Linked DNA regions of Zea mays: region 2 is linked to region 1. The links are chromatin contacts, called in public Hi-C maps. All regions are on one chromosome and are shown on one strand. The core of a region is the stretch at or near the end of the contact, and the rest is flanking DNA. Distances in the headings are between cores, read along the strand shown. Region 1 holds the start of LOC100216700. Region 2 holds the start of LOC100281367.

What was found. A called contact is a pair of places that touch in the nucleus more often than the background predicts.
Region 2: a contact with region 1 is called in a Hi-C map of ear, with 1.6 times the contacts expected there. The contact joins the promoter of LOC100281367 here to the promoter of LOC100216700 in region 1. A contact is called at or near these places in 3 of 25 Hi-C or Micro-C datasets (ear, leaf and tassel).

What each region holds. Positions count from the first base shown.
Region 1 is chr2:8,943,685-8,946,485 of Zm-B73-REFERENCE-NAM-5.0, forward strand. It overlaps LOC100216700, which reads left to right and starts at 1,339. Exons shown (of 8, transcript NM_001143106.1): 1 at 1,339-1,454; 2 at 2,022-2,801. The coding sequence starts at 2,109. LOC100283155 (chloroplastic lipocalin) reads left to right here. Exons shown (of 5, transcript NM_001156057.2): 5 at 215-743. The coding sequence ends at 493.
Region 2 is chr2:9,224,628-9,227,428 of Zm-B73-REFERENCE-NAM-5.0, forward strand. LOC100281367 reads left to right here and starts at 1,390. Exons shown (of 6, transcript NM_001154285.3): 1 at 1,390-1,563; 2 at 1,931-2,044; 3 at 2,126-2,353; 4 at 2,481-2,766. The coding sequence starts at 1,475.

The sequences.
Region 1 (2,801 bases), core at 89-2,588:
CATAGTCACTGAACTAGCCTAGTTTATTTGTTTTTACCGCATAAAAAATATTTGTTGTATGGATAATTGAACATTGAAAAGTGTGTGCCGTTGAATGATAGTAATATTAAGCGAGTATAAAAAGCATACCTCTATAATGGTAAACACATCTTATCCGATGCACTCGTAATCTGAAACACCATAGGCACTAAAACATCTTTCTGTCATTGATCAGATATACTCAAGAACACCCAACCCCGGGCCAGAATTCATTGACAAGTACAAGTCTTATGTTGCCAACTTCGGCTATGACCCAAGCAAGATCAAGGACACTCCTCAAGACTGCGAGTACATGTCCTCAGACCAGATTGCGCTGATGATGTCGATGCCCGGGATGAATGAGGCCTTGACGAATCAGTTCCCAGACCTCAAGCTAAAGGCACCGGTCGCACTTAACCCATTCACAAGCGTGTTTGATACCCTGAAGAAGTTGCTTGAACTGTACTTCAAGTAAAAAACAGTGTAGCATTGTCCAGTAGCCAATAGCCAATTGCCCAACTTCTCGACTTGGATCTTCAATGGAATGAAGTTCAGTTTATTCTGACGTTTGCTAGTCAGTTAGTTCTTTTTAAGTACATTGTTTTTTTGTCTATTATATAAGAGTGGGATATGTAAGATTAAGATCTGTTCAGCTGTTCTCGGTTACTGTTTGTACAATTGTTCTTTTTCCTGATGTTTTTATACACCATTGCGATTGTCTGTCCCTGGTATGCCATCGCAAAATCACTTACTCCCTCTATGGCATCGAGTTACAAAACTTAACCCTTTTATATTCTATTTTAACTCCCTTATTAGGAGTTTGGTGATGGCCGACCTTCAGTGGTTCATACAGAACAGGGAACGCCAAGGCTGCTGGCTTCACGCCTTCGCATGTTCATGGCAGCAATAGAAGAAGGGTTGGGAACTTGTTTGTGGGCAACAGAACGAATGAGCAGGTCGAGAGGAAGCTAACGATGGCGATTTTATGTCCGGAGAGGCCCGCCGCTCGCCGTCACCAACACCACCCGCAGCCGGTGCTTGAAGCCATCACCAGTACGCCGGCCCGAGGGAGGGAGCACGTGCGCTCGATCGGCCAGCTGAACGGCGTGCCCACGGTCGGCTGGTCTCCTACTCTCCTGGAGCTGGGTCGGCGGCACACGCGCAGCCAGAGCCGCCCTGGGCTCCATCGGTACCGTGGGCCTCCGAACACGTGGCCCACAAGCGAAGAAGCATGGGCCTCTATTCTGAAGGCGACGTTCCCTCGCGTTAATTGTGGTTTAGGTTCCGTTCCCCAATTTTACTTGACGCTCCCTCCTCCCTCCTCCCTCTCTCTTGTCTTCTCCCTTGCGGCGATCCGGATTCCGCCGCAACGGCCCCTCTCGCCTTCTCCCTCGCGGCGCTCGATCCCTCCGGATTGGCGCGTGGAGGGGACAGTGGTAAGAAAGCCATAGTTCATCTTGATTCATTGTCTGTTTACCCATTTATTTGGTGTCAGCTTTCAAATTAAATTTCTCTCTGGGATGGATGCTCCTATAAAGGCTATTCACTTGATGTATGGCGGAGTGTCATGGCGGTTTATTTTCTAATTTGAGGGGTCGACTGGTCACGATGTCCCCGTGTGAAGTTCGTATATATGCAGATGGCAGGGTAGGCATTAAATATACGCATGCGCAGGGGATCAAACGGCCTGTGTGTTGATTTGAGGAATCAAGTTACTCTTATTGGTTACCTTTTACTCTCGCATTTTAGACCAGGAAATATATTTATCTACTGCCTTGTAATCGTTTTGGATCATGTAGCGGCAGCCTCAAAATCTATGATATAAAAAAATGCATTCTGAGAACACTGGATTTCCCACCCTGTACTGCTGTTTTACCAAGACGCAATCTAAACATTGCATTGTTGGTTGCAAATTGTGCGGTGTAGGCGTGTAGCTTCTGTAAATTCTACGCGTCCCTTTTCATTCAGAGGGTGTTTTTTCATTCTACCGCGTCACTTTCCAGGTTTAGAGGAGAGAAACAAGTGCCGATTGACACCAATAGGGTATTCTTACCATTTTCAGATCAGCTGGTTCAACAAAACTAGTAAAGATGGCATCAGAAGGGAACAAAGACGTACCTCATGAAGCTTTGACCGTGGATCACTCATCGATTTCGGGTTCAAAGCGCAAGCGTGGCCGCCCAAGGAAATATGAGTATCCTGTAAATGAACTACCACAGAAGGTACAGCCCATCCAGAGCGCCCCACCTCTTCTTCACTGCACACAAGATGGCTCAAGTCTGGCCAGCCATGCATCTGGTGGCGGTGCTCATGGTAATTGGTCCGCTCAACCTAGGAATTCAGCTAATGCTTCTCTTCAAGGTAATTCTGGCAAAGATGACTTTCTTGGCAAGCATTTTGTGGGCAAGCTGACCAAGAAAGTTCCTGGGTTTTCGCTCATTACGGTAAAAGTGAAGGACAATCAGGTGCTCAAAGGTTGGGTTCCAGATGAAATTAATCTCCGCCCAATAACACCTAAGGATGACCTTGCCCCAGAGCTACCCATGCTGCGACCGAGTCAAGTTCGAAAGCGAGCATCAGCGATCCATATGCAACCTGCTCTTCCTGTGCCAATGCACTTGGAGAATGTTACACTTGCAAAGCCTCTGCAGATGAGGAGACCTGTTGAGAAAACTATTGCTAAGCATGCTGTGCCTCTTGCTTCTAGGCCTTACATTAGTTCTGGTGTTGTTGCAGCAATACCTATATCGGTTGCTCCCATCAATCCTGAAATGAGAACTTCG
Region 2 (2,801 bases), core at 140-2,639, 280 kb after region 1:
TTGAACAGATCACAATTACATCTATTCAAATTTATTTACCTGTACGTGTCCGATTTTTAGGGGAGGATTTTTTTACGGTATTTTTTTTTTAAAAAAATAAATTTAGGCAACAATTTTATAGAATCGAGTGCTTTATCTATTATCTTTTACAAGGCACACGCGTACAATAAGGTTTGGTCGTTCGTGACTTGGATAGTGGTTTTGGTTGCAATTCCGTAATTCTTGGCATAGGATACAGCCCAACCCAGAAAAAAATAATGTTGCGGTCAGTTCTGGCTTTGAGATTCGGAGTACCACGTGGCGTAAAGGCAGGCCGTGTCTTACAGATGAATAAAGGACCTGGGTCTCACGTGATTGGTTTCCAGTTTCGTGCATCAAGATGTGGAATTTTCAAACTGCCGTCGTGTTTGTTTCGTCACATAAAAGCTTTTTGGAAGGCTAAGGAGAGGAAGCCGGCGAGAAGGAGGGGGCGTTTTACGTGTCACTGTCCTGTCGTGTTGGCTGTTGACACGAATCATTTCTTCCGCGCGTGGGAAGAAGAAGATGCACATTAGCGGCCTGAAGTAGAGATGTCAATGGGGAATTCCCCAGCGGGGATTAACTCCCCAGACCCGTACCCATGAACATAGACCGGCCCCCATCCCCGAACCCGAACCCGACCTCGGGTACGAAAATCCTCCCATACCCATTCCCGACCGGGTACTAAATACCCATGGGTATCCATACCCGACCCGATTATTCAAAAATTAATGGGCTTTTTATTTGTTAACCGGCGGACGCAATGCTTGGGACTCTAGGTTTTTTTACTTTGTTGACCGGCTGGCGGCTGGGCTTTTTCCTACAGGCCCAAAGTTGGTCGGCAGCCACTAGGCCACACGTCACAGGCAGCCCACAAGTAAATGTCGTTGGATTGCTGGATGGTGGAATAAAAATCCTAGATGCTAGATTGTTCTGGTTCCGGGTATTTTTCTCCATGGCTAATCGGGTTTGGGTTTAGCCCTCCCAAACCCGAACCCGCCATACCCGATGGGTAAGGGATTTATTCCAAATCTATACCCATGGGGATTTGTTTTAACCCATACCTTAACCCTAATAGAGGAATTCCCCACGGGTAATCGGGTTTCGGGGCCCATTGACATCTCTAGACTGAAGGCGTCCAACTCAAATCATTAAAAAGTGTTGACGCACGCGCTGATGCGCCGGCCGCACAGCACAGGCTGCACAGCCCGTTTAATCAGCGATGGAGCCCCGGCCGTCAGCCAGCCAGGTCCGGCGTCCGGGTCTGCGCCCTGCGGCGTCACTGCTGTCGCCACCGTCTCCGATGGTCCCACATCCATCCAGCGGGCCGCGCGTGGTACAAAAGGCTCTTCCTCGCCGTCAGGTGCAGCTGCCCAAACACCAGACACAGACTCCACCACCCCGCTTCGATCTTCTGTTGCAGCTGAAATCTGTCAGATTCTGCAGTTCATTCCAAATGGCTGCTGCAGCAGAGCACGGCAACTGCGATGCTTGGGCGGCCAGAGACCCTTCTGGGGTTCTCTCACCATACAAGTTTAACCGCAGGTGAGGTGGCTCCCCCTCCTCATTTGGTGCACAACTCATCATCATCATGTTTTTTTATCGCCTTTTCAGAACACTGCTGTCTGTCTTCTCGCTATGCTAGAATTCTTTGGAATAGCTGCCAGTGTTGTTTTCCTTGCCTTTTACATGTACATCATGTTTTTTTTCCTGCCTGTGGAGTGGGTTGATTTAAATCACTAGCAAGTCAAAAATTATTTCTAATTTCTTTCGATCTCATTAAATTCACACAGAACGGGAATAACCGAACACAGCCTAAAATCGTGAAACTGATGCATAGCAGACGGTAGACCATCCGTAACCGTACATATTCATAACGTCTACTATGCCTTCTGGTATTTTTTTTTTCCAGGGCAGTGCAAAGCAGCGACGTTTCGCTGAAGATCATATACTGCGGGGTGTGTTACGGTGACGTTATGTGGATACAGAACAAGCACAACGACTCAGTTTATCCTCTGGTTCCTGGGTAAGAACATGTACACTGAACCCCTAGCTTAGTAGAGCTAGGTAGGGAGCTCGCACTTTATATATCTGTTGGTTCGCGCAGGCATGAGATAGCTGGGGTTGTGACTGAGGTTGGCGCAGACGTCAAGGCCTTCAAGGTGGGTGACCACGCAGGCGTTGGAACCTACGTGAACTCGTGCCGGCACTGCGAGAACTGCAACAGCTCTCTGGAGAACTACTGCCCAGAAACAGTTTTCACTTACAACACAACTGATGCTGATGGGACCATCACAAAGGGGGGCTACTCCACTCACATTGTCGTCCATGAAAGGTAAGCCATGCAGTGTACTGTGTACCCAGTTCGGGTTGTTGATCCCTAGCTACTTCATGTAACCAAGTTCAGTACAGCAATTTCCTGACAAGGCAGAGCTTCCTGTCGACCAATCGACGTTTTTTAGGTACTGCTTCAAGATACCCGATGGCTACCCTCTGGCGCAGGCAGCGCCTCTTCTGTGTGCTGGAATCACCGTCTATACCCCAATGGCGCGGCACAACATGAAGCAGCCTGGGAAGTCGCTGGGAGTCATTGGGCTCGGTGGCCTAGGCCACATGGCGGTCAAATTTGGCAAGGCCTTCGGCCTCAAGGTCACGGTTTTCAGCACGAGCGAATCGAAGAGGGAAGAAGCCATTAACCTCCTTGGAGCAGATAACTTTGTTATATCGTCAGACACGCAGCAGATGGAGGTACTGCACATTGCACAGTTTTCTTATGCTGAAAA